Regions from separate parts of the Gossypium hirsutum genome. Here region 1 is linked to region 2. Evidence: chromatin contacts called from public Hi-C data. All regions are on one chromosome and are shown on one strand. Each heading gives the region's core, a stretch centred on a gene start, on an enhancer-like site or on the middle of the called end of the contact. The rest is flanking DNA. Distances are from core to core; before and after follow the strand shown.

Region 1 (6,719 bases), core at 3,037-5,536, 340 kb before region 2:
TAGAAATCAAAAGAAATTAGGATTTGAAGTTCAAAATTGATTGGAATAGCAAGAGAGAACAAGGGACGACATACACTAGTTTTGGGGGTTGTTTTTACGTGAAATAATTTGGAGAATGGGGGTTTTTAGCTTGAATTTTTAAAATCTGGTTAAATTTTTCATAAAAACTCTACGTTTTGACTATTTTACAAATAAATGTATTTAGAACTCATTTTTAGAAATTGATTTAATTTTCTAAAAACCATAATTGAAAACATTACCGATATATCATGTTGCAAAGTTTCAAACACTCTAAGGCTGAAATTCCTAAAATACCCCTAAAACTCCTAGGCCCTATTTTGGGGTGTTATAGGTTTGTTCTTAAGTGAATGCTCCTATTGAATTTGGTATCATATGATGGACGCTTGGTTCATGTTCAACCTCAAATTAGTTCTTGGAGCTTTTGTGAACGTGTATAAATCCCATAAATGGTTGATTATTGTGATTAATCTTTGTTTGATTGAATTAAATCTTACAATGGCTTAAAGTTGAAATAAATTGATCGTAGTCACTCCGACGACGAATTTGACATCCTATTGCTCAGACTCGGTGGTCGAGTCGGGTGTAGGGTGTTACACTTAATGTTTTTGGCTTTTAACCAAACAATCTTCATAGTTATTTTTGTACCACGAACTATTTCAAGTGTGGGCTAGAACTGATTGAATCAAAATACAAAACTAGAAAAAGTTTTCATTTTAGGGTAAAAATAGAAATTCTCTCTTCTTTAATAGAAAGCAGTAGAATTGTTATTTTGGAAAAATATATTTAAAAGTTGAGAATAAATCCTCTTTATTTTTCGGCAGAATAACAATATCTCAAAAGTTATCTCAATAACTCTACCGATGTCATCTATTTAATGGAAAAGAAGGTAGAACTATTGTAGAGTTGTAGAGATTTATTTTAAATAGAAAAATAACATCCTACTTAGAGTAGAAGAGGGGTGAATGACTCACCCTTGTATTTCTACTAGGGTTGTTGCCCCTTTCTTGTTATATAGGGGTTTTGGGTCTCTTTCACATCGGGTCTCATTATGAGTACTCTTGGGCCTTTTTGACCTAGTACTCTGTAATATGATCCAACCCGATTCAGTTTTTCTATTTCTCAAAATAAACTTTAATATCTACATATTAAATAATTTTCTCACCCTAATTTTATCCCAATAAAATTTTGACAATTTTACTCCCAATAAAAGTTCGAGAAAATTCATTCAATATGTCACAACTCACATGTTCACTAGGACCGAATGATTTATTTTCATTTTCAGGCTTCAAAATAGTCCAAAAACATAAACTCATTCTTCCGTCATTTTTTAAGTAATCCTATATAGGATTGCAAATTTCCATTTTCATTTTTGGAGACCCATATTCATTTCCAAATGATTCCATTTCTCTATTTCAGAGAAAACCATAATAATTTCTTAATGTTCCCATTTCTCTTTTTCTATTCATTCTGTTCATTTTTATTCAAACATGCAATTCATTTTTGGTTTCAACGAGCTAGCGAAGGGACAGATTGAACATATGTAATGAGGCTTAGATGATTCTCAAATGATTTATAATTAAGTTCTGACTTTTCGCTTATTAATTATAAACTTATTTAGTCACAAAGTCATTCCACTATATTATCATGACTGAGCTCTCCCCAACGACATACCATTACGAAAGCAAATAATTAATGCTCGTCCCATTACCTTGTCATTAGTGTGTTGCCCTCATCGGATGTCCTTAATCTTTTTGGGATAATATTTGTTCTTCCAATATGATTTTACTTTATCTCATGGTAACCATTACATCTTCCTTCATGAAAAGTCAATCACTATCAAATAGTAATCAAGTCATCCATCACAAAGACAGAAAACTCGTGGCCACGTTTACTTTTCATCAACTATGTAATTCCAACGAGAGGATATCATTTACCCATATTTTGGACTATGAATTCCACTATTGTGAATGATGCTACATACTACAAAAGTCGTACACTCAATGCACCAACTTTCGATTCCTTATTTATTTGAACTCAGTTTTTTTACTTACATCAAAGTGTATAAGTCATACATACATAGTCCACAATCCACTTGGGATTTAGGTATGTCACACTATGAATGTCACAAGTGAATAAATCTATAAACGGATTCAGGATATATTCTACTTGGGTCCTGTTTGATGCACTATCAGTCTAGTCAGTCACATCTATGTCTCTATCTTCTGGGAGTCATCCACTCAGATGCCCAAGATAAGACATCTCTCCAATTGGACTTGATAGATGACATATTAGTCTTTCAATCGGTTTACTCATTTTCGATTAGACTAAGGACATGTTTAGATTCATCTACTAATACAAGCTGTCTTTCCATACTACGATTCGACCGTGTAATACCGATTAGTATTAGTTGTCTTTCGATTTCTTATATATTTTCTTCCATTTTTCTTTGCGTGCAAAAACCATTTGAGGACAATTATACAAAGTATATTAATGTAATTAATAAATTTGTTTTATTAACCAATCTGTTTGAAAAAACTACGAGTGTACTTAGACGAAAAAAACTACACTTAGGGCATTAAATCCAACACTCTGCTATTCTCATACCCTTAGTTTGCTTAGAGAGTGAGCTCTAATTACACTAAACCTATTTCACACAATGAAAAGTTATTGATAGTCGAGTAGGAATATCAATTTCTCTATATGAGCTAGAAGCTTAAGTTGATCTCTCGAAAAATATAATTTATTTGTAGAATAAATATCACTATAAAATGTAACAACCTTACTATGGTATATTTTGACCTAACTCATAGTCTCTATTTATAGAGAAAAAACACGAGATCTAGTTGAACAAGAGGGGAAAAAATAATATTATTTTAATAAAAAATACATAGTCCCACTAGGACTATATAAACTGGGCGACGCCATCCCGGTGTCACCCCTTTTTGGGACTAGGATTTGCACCCATCATGTATTAAATGGACTATTAGACATGTTTCATGTATTGGGTACAATTATATATGTTATTTGGACCTTAAACCAGCTCATATAAGTTATCTAACCCAATAACTAATCTTCTATTCCCAAAATATTATTTAACTAATTGATTAAAATAAATTTAATTAATTCACTCAATTATAATTCCACTAAAATCATGATGACTTTACCGTACTAAAATTTATGAGTAAATTAAATAAGACTTAATGGTATAAAAGGCCCTCAAACATTTAAAAAAAATCAATTAAACTCTTGTAAATTTTTTATACTTAGTATCTTATTAGTTTATAATGTTTTCTCACCCAACCAAAACTTACAATCATATGGAGTGAGGATATGGAAATACATTTGGACTACTAAAGTAATACCAATGGAAAATTGTACTATTTCATTACCATTTTAGTCAATTGATGTGATAGGTGATCATCTTAATATTCTGTTTACACTATTGGAGAATGCTTTGTTCAAACCCAATAAAATTTTCATACTTGCACTTACTCAATAATGTCAATTTTAATTTCTTCTTTTAACAAATTATAAATTAATCTTGTTATCAAATGTCGAGTAGAAAATTATTATTTATCTAATATTCAATTTGATATCTAAGATTTTACTCTCTTTTTTCGGTTTAACATTTTATTTAATATTTGAATTTGTCATTATATTTAATATGGTATTAATGTCTTTTAATCCTTTTTGTAATACTTGTATTTGATAAAAAAAATTTATACATTTTGATATGTGAAGATAATTATGTTAATTTTTTAGTGTTTAATTCAGATTTTAAAGATGATAAAAATTCATAATTAACTAATAATATTAATAATTAACTTTTATCAAATCAACCTGAAATCTCTACTATTAGAATGCATTTAACAAAAAAAACAAATATAAATTAAATGAATTCGCAATTAACACTAAATCTATTCTATTAACAAAATCATAAAAATTCAAAACTAACACGGTTAGCTATTAACTTTCATAAAATTAATTTTAAAACCAAAATTGAATACCAAAATATAATTTTTTTATGAAATACATATACCACAATAAAAATGCCAAATTATATATCAAACCTTATTTTTATAATCAAATTTAATAAATATAACCCATAAAAGTAGTTTAAAACAATATTTTTCTAAAATCGGACTAATGATTAAATATCTAAATATTTAAAAATTTATAAAATTATAAAAAAATAGAGAAAACCAACCTTGTTTAAAAAAAAAAAAGAGAAAAGAAAAAGAAAACATTGTCCACCAATTGGGCAGAATCATATGGGATGATGATTCGCATATCCAAAACCAAACTCTCAAAACGGAGTTGACTTTTGTTTATGTTGGTAAAACAGGCGAGGCGGGGCTTCCAAAATACCTTGCTGTGGGATCCACCCCCCAAAATCCACAACCGGATACGCTTTGTTAGCCTTGTACCTCTCTCGCTTTGTCCTGCTCCCACCTTACTATATTTTCTTTCCCAAAGACTCCTACTTTTTATAAATTTCTTCTTCAACCGTTCCAAAACCCAGCAAAATTTTAAATATCTAAAACTAAAAATATCTTTCATTTCTTCTTCAATGGAAGGTGAAGCAGGTGGGTCCGTCTCGTGTGGGTCATGGATCCGTCGACCCGAAAACGTCAATTGGGTTGTCTTGGCCCGGATAATGACCCGACCCACTTCTTCTTCTTCTTCAGTTATTGAGATTTTCCCTTTTGATCCCAACACCACTTCTCTCTCTTCGTCTCCGTTGGTAAGTTATCACAAAATTAAAAAGTTTGCTTTTTCTTTTTTAAATTATGGAATTGGGGTTTCCATTTTTGGTTTTCTGGAAGTAGGGTTTTTATTCTTTTAAGCAAACGAGGTTGTCGTTTTCAGGGTTTTTTTGGATGACTGTGGCAATTCTCCCTCCAATTTTAAAGGGGGGGGGATGGTTTTTTATTTATTTATTATTAAATTTATTTTAATTGAAGAAACAATTTTCATGGGGTTTTCTTGTTTTCTTCATTGTAGAAGAAAATTTACTTTTCTGACTTCATTGTTGTATAATTTTTTAGGCTAAAATAACTTTATTGTTGCACCAAATTAGTGCTTGACTTTAAATTTTATACCTTGAAGATAAATTATTTTGATACAATAAAAGCTATAGCCTTACTTAAGAAAAGTGGAATAGTTTAGAGTTCTTTTAATTTTTTTTCTAAAAAGGGAAGCATTGTTTTTGTATAACTACAAAAAGAGTCATTGTCTGGTTTATGTTATTTGATTTATTTTTTATATTAGTTAGTTGGACTTGATGTTTATATATTTACATTTGTTATATTAGGCTAGGCATGAGCTTGAAGAAAGTGATGGTGATCCAATAACCATTGCAGTGCACCCAAGTGGAGATTGTTTTGTTTGCTCTACCACTAATGGAGGCTGCAAGTAAGTTCTTTCTTTTCCTTTTATTACACTGGTTTTTTTACTTGTTTATTGCCATAGCTCAAAAACTTGCTAGTAGTCAATTTTTGTAAGTATTAATTAATATCACTACAAAATGCTTCTTGATGAATATTAGGATGCTGTTTTATTGAAGTTATAAGAAATTTTGTTTAATCTGTTTATGAGATTGAAATCATGTCTGAGGTTGGGCAAGTTGTGTATGGGAATTTGCTGATTAAGTCTGTGACTAGTGGTTTTGTTGTATGTTTTGGCCTTTTGGGGAACTTCTGCTTTGGATTTCTCTCTGTTTTTATTAGTTTAAGTAAGGTCATGGAGAGATTGGGATTTTTCCATCTTGAGCATAGTCATCATATAGCTTGCACAAGGTTTCCCTTTTTTGGCTTTGGAGCTGTTGGATGGAAAAAAGTGAGATACATACATACATATATATATATGCATGTATTTAACTGGGGACTGGGGAGTGTTGGGTAGAAGAGGAGTTGAACAATTGCTTTTATGCATTGTGACCAGGGAAACAGGGGAAATTTTGAAAATTTTCAGATTGATGATTATTATAGCTATAATTTTCAGGCATAATGTTCTTATAGAATGAGATATTTCTTGTAATATGCAGGTTGTTTGAGTTGTATGGTCAAGAAACACATTTACAGCTGTCCACCAAAGAATTACCTCCTCTCCTAGATGCGGGCCCGCAAAAATGCCTAGCTTTCAGTGTTGATGGTTCTAGATTTGCTGCTGGTGGGGTGGTAAGTAGTTGCTTGGAATTTAATCAATATTTTGTGGGTTTTTTTTTCGTGTTGTTAACTTCTAATATTGATTAACAATAGGATGGACGGCTTAGAATCTTGGAATGGCCAACTCTACGCATCATTGTAGATGAAGTAAGAGCGCATAAATCCTTTCGAGATATGGATTTTAGGTAACAATCGAGCCTATCTGTATGCAATCATGCAGAAAATATTTTTTGCTCATTATTTTTCATACAATCTTAAATTATTTAAGTTTCTATTTCTTTTTAAAATGCAATAATCTAATTACTCTATAAAAATGTTATTGACAAGATAAGTGTTATAAGACTTATTTGCTCTTCAATTATCAAATAACCATTCGAAAATGGTCTGAATATCTTTTTGTTCATCTATGGATTTTGGTAAAAACATGAATCATAAAGTATATTTTCCTAAATTGATTAATCTCAATTTGGTTTCCAACCTAACTTTTGAATTTGGTCTGATCTGTTTGTCATATTCTAGCCTAGATTCTGA
Region 2 (6,905 bases), core at 3,476-5,975:
TGGGACGAGTTAGTAGAAAAATTTCTACATAAATTTTTCCCTATCAGTAGAACCATCCAGCTTAGACGTGATATTGCCAACTTCAAGCAATTTGAAGGTGAAACACTATACAATGCATGAGAGTGTTTCAGATCAGTGCTACAAAAGTGCCCTCACCATGGATTGCAAGAGTGGCTTCAAATTTAGGTATTCTATCATGGTGTAGATAGCAACATCAAGTCTGACATAGAAGGAGCAGCCAGAGGATCTCTTATACACCATACTTATGAGCGAGCATGTCAAATTATAAGTGACATGACCATGAACTCGTATATGTGGTTGAATGAGAGATTCACGTGCAAACCAAAGCCTCCAACAATGAAAGCGATCTGTGAACAAGATAAATACCAATAAATTTTAGATAAGTTGAACCATTTGGAGACGACTATCAAGCCTGTGAGAGTGGATTCATACTCGAAAAACCAACCGTATGAGGTGAGCTATATAGGTAATAGAAGTGGAAATCCCTATTCAAACATGTATAATCCCAGTTGGAAGGATCACCGAAATCTCAATTAGGGAGGTAATAAAGAAGGAGGAAACCAATGGCAAAATAGACCTAACCCTTCATACCAACCTCTGCATTTACAAATACCTCAAGAGAAACCTATGGGAAATGACCGCATTATATGTGGTCAACGATTAGATCAAATCAAAGTGGAGATGCAAGTCATACATTCATAATGTACTCAAACCTGAGCGGAGATAAACGACATAAAAGAGTAGATACGCCAAATAATGGGTTTGTTACAAAAACAAATTATTCAAGGCATCCCCAGTAACACTGAGAATAACCCTCGGAGAGGTAGGAAGGAGTATGTAGTGATTGATAACTCTTGAAAAGAGTTATATTTTAGGCTTCTAGATAGAATTAATTATTTGAAATTAAGTAAATACATCTACATTTTTAGGATAATTTTAGAACATTGCATAACAAAGCTTGGATTGCGCTATATTGTTCATCAGTTATTACTTTTATTACTTGGGGAAGGAAAAGTTGTGGTTGTGGTTGGACACAGGTGCAGGTAGAAGAAGAGGATAAAGAGGATGTAGAAAGAAAATAAGGGAAGTGAAACATTACTGTGGCAAATGGTGAGATTGATTGTCAACACAATTGCCATGGCAATTATAGGTAGATGACTCAGTACTCTATCCATGTCACTCTCAGCCAGTTGGACGTGTACCAGAAAAACCACCCTAAAAAAGAGTATAAACAAATTTGTGCTGAGAGGGACGAATCCACCCAATAAAAGAGGAAAGAGAAGAAGAAACAGGGGGAGAATTAGTGTGAGAAAGAGATTGGTGATAGTAATTTTCTCTCTGCACAAAGAAGAACTCCATTGGAGAATTCCAGAAAAAGAAAAGGGTGGAAGCTTAGAAGAGAGCAGAATACAGATGTGAGGAAGGGGAAGAGAAATTTATCCTAGATTCACGAGCAATCTAAAGAACTAAGAGGAGAAGGAGTGTGGAAATAACTTCCTGCAGTTCTGCCTTTATTTTCTAGATTCAAATTTCTGTGATTCAAAATTATTTGAGAAATATTGATGAATGATTCTATTTTGATGTTTACTTTTCCACCAATGAACTAAGTCTTTTATGGGTTGGAGTTGTTTGGGTGAATGTTTTATCATTTTTAATGCCTAGGATTTGAGATTGTCTATATCACTGTTACATTTGATTTATGCTTATTTTAAATACATGCATGCAAGCTCTAAACATAATTGAATGTATGGTGTGTTCTTAGATGTATTTAATTCTGAAAAGGTTAAAAATATTGGATCTTGAATCGTTTGATGCAAGCGACTACTCGACAGAATATTCGTAGCACTCTAGACATAGATGTTGCAAGTTGTATAGAGAGGACGTTCATTGCAGTTATCAATCCCAAGTTCTGTAGACGTACATGAACTTAGATTTTTAGCTTGAGATCTAGCTACCGAAAGAGGCAGATCGCAATAGCGAATCTCTGGGCAGTAGATTAGGCAATATTTTGCCATGGCATAATTTTGATATGAACATTTCACCTAAATAATTCCAACCCTATTCATTCAACAACATAAATACTCTTGATATTCTCTGTGAATTGAATTGCCACATCATTTTATTTGCCATATCAATTCTTTGTTCTTTATCATTTAATTTCAGTAATTCATTAGTCAAGTTTCTTATTCACTCTGAGATTATTTCCTAATATTTAATGTACTCAATTTCTTACCAGTTTCCGATCCTTGTGGAGACGATACTTACTTATCACTTTATTACTTGAATAGCGTGTACACTTGCACAATTGTAATAGTTATTTTACGCGCAACAGTGATCACCTTGCGATCAAGTAAGACACTTGATAACCCAAGTACACCCATACATGAAGAAGAGGTTGTATCCGAGTTTGTTGATAAGCTTGTGGAGGAAACCAAGCATAAAGATCCAATCGAAGAAATAGCGAAAATGATGGTTGAGTCAGCAATTTCAAAGCTGAGCACAACAAATGTACCATTCCTGTCAAGGTTAAAGGACAAACAGAGGAGGGAAGAGGCAGATTTTGTAAGTTTTCTTAACTTGTTTAAATCCCTCAATGTTAATTTGTCACTCTTAGAACTCATTGATAAAATCCCGAAATATGCTAAGTACCTAAAGGAAATTATGGCAAGGCATAAGAAATTGAAAAAGAGTGAGCAAATCAATATTGACGCCTTATGTAATGCTATCATCACGAAAAAGATACCCCCAAAATTAAAGGATCCGGGTAGTTTTACAACTCCAGTAGAGATAGGGGATAAGCATTTCAATAAGGCTCTTTGTGATTCAGGTGCCAATATTAATTTAATGCCTCGATCAATCTATTAGAAACTTGGATTAGGAGAGTTAAAAAATACTTCGATAACACTACAGTTAGTCGATAGGTCCCTAGTACGCTCAAAAGGTGTGCTAGAGGACGTATTAGTTAAAAGTGAGAGGCTTCATAATCCTGATAGATTTTGTAGTCTTCGAATTTGAGGAAAATCAAAAGATCTATATTCTGTTGGGCAGACCATTTTTGGCCACATCTATATCGACCATCGATCTCGAAAAAAGTGAATTAATAATGAAAATCGATGGTGAAATAAAAGTGTTCAAATGCAGTCATGATTCCCAAAGTGAGAGATTACTAGGGGAGGAATGTTTCATTTTATTCAATATAACCCCTAACAACCTTGATTGAAGGTACTTGTGTAAGTGCAAGTAAGCTAAATTCGAAGGAGCGGGACAAATGGAAAGATCCCGGTTGGAAGGGACTATGTTGGACGGACTGTGATGATCAATAGAGGCAAAAAAATTCGATTGTAGAACTCAATGAGTTATCGGACGGTTCTGGTGGCAATACATAATTTTTAAACCATCAAATTTCAATTAAATTTGTAAATATTATAAATTAATTTTTGTTTTACAATTTTTTTATTTTAGTATTTTTTATTGGTCATTTATGTTAAATTTAGTAGGAAGATGGCTTCAAGCAGCAAGAATTAATTGTAATTTTCTATTATTTTTCTTTGTAGAATAAAATTTATCTAGCAGTTTTCATTGTAGGTGTTTAAAAAATTAAGTTGCTGAAAATATTAATTCTTAATTGATAGAAATTTTTCAACACTTTATCAAAAAGTGCATTAGTAAATTTTTAAATATGAAATATATTTTTAACAATTATCTTTTAATGTTGACAATATTTAAAATATTTTACACTAATTTGTTTAATTTAAAATATATTTTACACTAAATTTTGCTAACAAAATAAGTAAGCAATAAGGCATTTTGTTGGCACCCAAATACCAAGGTTTAAACTCTACGTGGTGGGTATGCCTTGCATGTATCGAACTTTTTGCAGGTAATTAGAAAGACAATCGACGAGCAACCGATGAAGGCCCAAAACAGGTCTGACGCGACAACGTTTGAAATAGTGAAGCAGAGACGACGTCGCAATGTGTTCCCACAAATATCGGGTTTCTTTTCCTAATTAAACTCTGCAATCTTTTCCTAGTTGAACTCTGATTAATCTATGATATTTTAATTTTATTAACACTCCGTATTTAGCCTATTTAATGGGTCTTTGTAACATTATTTAAAGATTTCATAGATATATCTGTTGTGTGAGATTTGATAACGAATTTTGGGGAGAGTTTTTTAGAGAGCTTTGTTGCATAACGACAAATTTAGCTCCTAACATTTATCCATTTTGCTAATGGGTTCTATTTTTTTATTACTTTAACCTTAAGTTTCAAATTTTAGTCAAATTTCTTTGTTTGGGAAGGAAAATTTTATTAAATTGTTAACATTTTTAGAGAAGTTGACGTGGCATCTTGCATGGCAGTTTACATATACTTCATTGATGTCATACATATATATTTTTTTAAAAATTATAACCTATTGGAAATTTGTTGAATTATTTAATAATTTTTATTTTTTTAAATATTTTTATGAAGTACATGTGAATTCTGGCATGAGTTGTCACGTTAGTTTGCTAAAATTTTTATGGTTTAGTCAACTTTTCCATCTAGAAAAATGAAATTTGATTAAATTTTGAGAGTTAGGACCAAATTGAAAAATGGGGTAAATATTAGGGGTTAATTTAACCATTATGCCAAAAAAATTTCGAGATTAAAAGGATAGAGATTAAATTTTAAATGAGCAAAGAGTAAAGGGACTGAAACCTAAATTAGACCAAACAAACGAGAATTGCAAATCTAATATAAATATTAAAGCAGGAAAAAAAAACCCCCCGAAAAACTCTCATCGAATAGAGGGTAACTCCCTCATCAGTTATCACCTTGGGACCTTGATTATAGGTAGTCTTTCATGTTTTTGCGCTTTAATCTTTAGTTTAGTGCATTTCTAATTCTGGGTTTATTTCAAAAGTACAATTGGTAAATACTAGATTTCAATCAGACATTGATACCTGCATACTGTTCGATGAAATGCCTAAGAGAGAGAGTTAGTGTCGACATTGCTTAGTTTTGACATTGCAAAGTCTTTTGCTTGTTTCTTTTCAGATTAAAGGGCTTGAAAATGGGTTCTCAACAAGCTATGGAAGCATTCAAAGTATATCGTGTCCTTCTTAAAGCAGTGAAAAACCACATTGGAAAAGAAGAGTATAAAAAGCATTTTAGCCAGTATATAGCAGAGCAATTTAGGAAAAACAGTCAACTTTCAGACCCTTCTTTAGTTGCTCAAAGAATTAAGCTTGCCAATGATTATACTTATTTGCTTAACAGTGTGCATCATCACAAGGTAATTGCTATGTTTCATTGCTTTGGTTTTAGATTCACATATCTTATTTTGTCTGCTAGGTTTATACAACATCTAATTGTTGATATAAGTAATATTATGCATTTTCTTAGTTACAAAAGATGATATCTTTTTACTTCTAATTATCCAAAGATGTTTATTTTTATATTTAAAAGCCCTTTGCTTTTTTTGATGCGCTTCGGCTCTGCCAAGAGCCCTACGAGTCCAAGGGATACATCACACAAGTCAAGTATTGTCTTCGGTTGGGGTGTTGTCTCTTGACTTTGCCGAAAGCCTTGGTGGCCTCATAGAGTGAGAGCGTTTCAGAATGAAACCATGCACAAATTGAAGAGTTTGCTCACAGTTGGACTCAAGCTCATAAGCTATAAGGCTCTCAGCTGAGTTGGGAGACAAAACTACCGGGGACAATATTGAATTTTTGAGGGTCTAATCCTCAACAACTTTATTTTTCATAAAATAAAAGCTAAAACTGCAAAACTAGTAATCAAAAGGAGTCTATTTCTCCTAGTTTAGCATTGACTGTTGCTTGTTAGACTGTGGACTCTGGTGTGAGTGTTGGAATCGGGTTTTGTGCCTAACACAGGTATATTCAATTTTTTAAAAACTTTTTCTACGGATGGTTCTAGGAAGGCTATATCTTCATGTCCATATCCAAACATATTGGATGATATGTTATGGGAATGTGACATGGTTTTTCTAAGATTGAAACAAGCCTTTCTTTTTGGCCAAGGATTAATAGAAGGCTTTAAGATGCTTGTTCATTGGTTTTTCTAATGGGAATATAGCTATAGTGTCCCTGTTTTTTTTTTCTCATGCTGCTTGTATGGACTATGGTAACTTGTATCAATCCATGCTACCTACCAATGCTTCATTTTTGTGCTTTTGAATGCAAGAAGTTTCCCGAAAGAAATGAATGTGATTTGCTTCCGGTTTTGCTACTTATTTGGCAGGACTTATTGTTCTCATACAACATAGCGGTTGATAGGTCAGATGAAATGAAAAGATTACTTGGAAAATCAGCTGCAAGTGTTGGTCTCAAGCTTCCTGAGGTTTATCAGCCTTGATGTCGGTGGATAATAATTTTCATCTTATTATTTGTCTAGGGGAGAATAAAATTCTTCATCAGGTATCATTTTATTTCATATAATTCATATGTTAGTTTTTACGAGACAAATTCTTGATTTATCTTTATCCAAGATGTTCTGCATGATGTGTTGTATTTTTTAATCGAAACTCTTGACAGTAACGAGGTTTTCATCGTGAGCATAGTCCTCTTGTTTGAGTTTGGCTTTCATATATTTCGATTTCCCAACAGTAATTTTCCTGTTGTGGTTGTTTTGTCAATACCGTGATCATGAGTTTTGCATGTTTCAAGACACAAGATAACATGATTGAAAGTATTCTTCTTACTGACAGAAATCAATTGCTAGCATTTGGGGTCTATTTGTTCAGTGGAGGATTTTTTCGTATTGAATGTTTGTTTCACGGAAGATAGTTTATCGACAACAAATCCCCTGAATGACCCAAGTCCTTAGAACTTGGGGCAGCATTGGGTTCTGCCATTGATGCTGTCTTTGCGTGTAACT

Evidence for each region. Hi-C and Micro-C count contacts between places; a contact is called where the count stands out from the background.
Region 1: a contact with region 2 is called in a Hi-C map of leaf, with 1.5 times the contacts expected there. The contact joins the promoter of LOC107922614 here to the promoter of LOC107921198 in region 2. A contact is called at or near these places in 2 of 34 Hi-C or Micro-C datasets (leaf and petal).

What each region holds. Positions count from the first base shown.
Region 1 is chrD01:26,686,998-26,693,716 of Gossypium_hirsutum_v2.1, reverse strand. LOC107922614 (SEC12-like protein 1) reads left to right here and starts at 4,286. Exons shown (of 10, transcript XM_016852725.2): 1 at 4,286-4,765; 2 at 5,336-5,436; 3 at 6,068-6,200; 4 at 6,282-6,373; 5 at 6,708-6,719. The coding sequence starts at 4,352.
Region 2 is chrD01:26,343,925-26,350,829 of Gossypium_hirsutum_v2.1, reverse strand. LOC107921198 reads left to right here and starts at 4,725. Exons shown (of 4, transcript XR_001690968.2): 1 at 4,725-4,859; 2 at 5,064-5,301; 3 at 6,270-6,445; 4 at 6,736-6,905. LOC121214325 (small nucleolar RNA R71) reads right to left here and starts at 164; the gene lies at 59-164.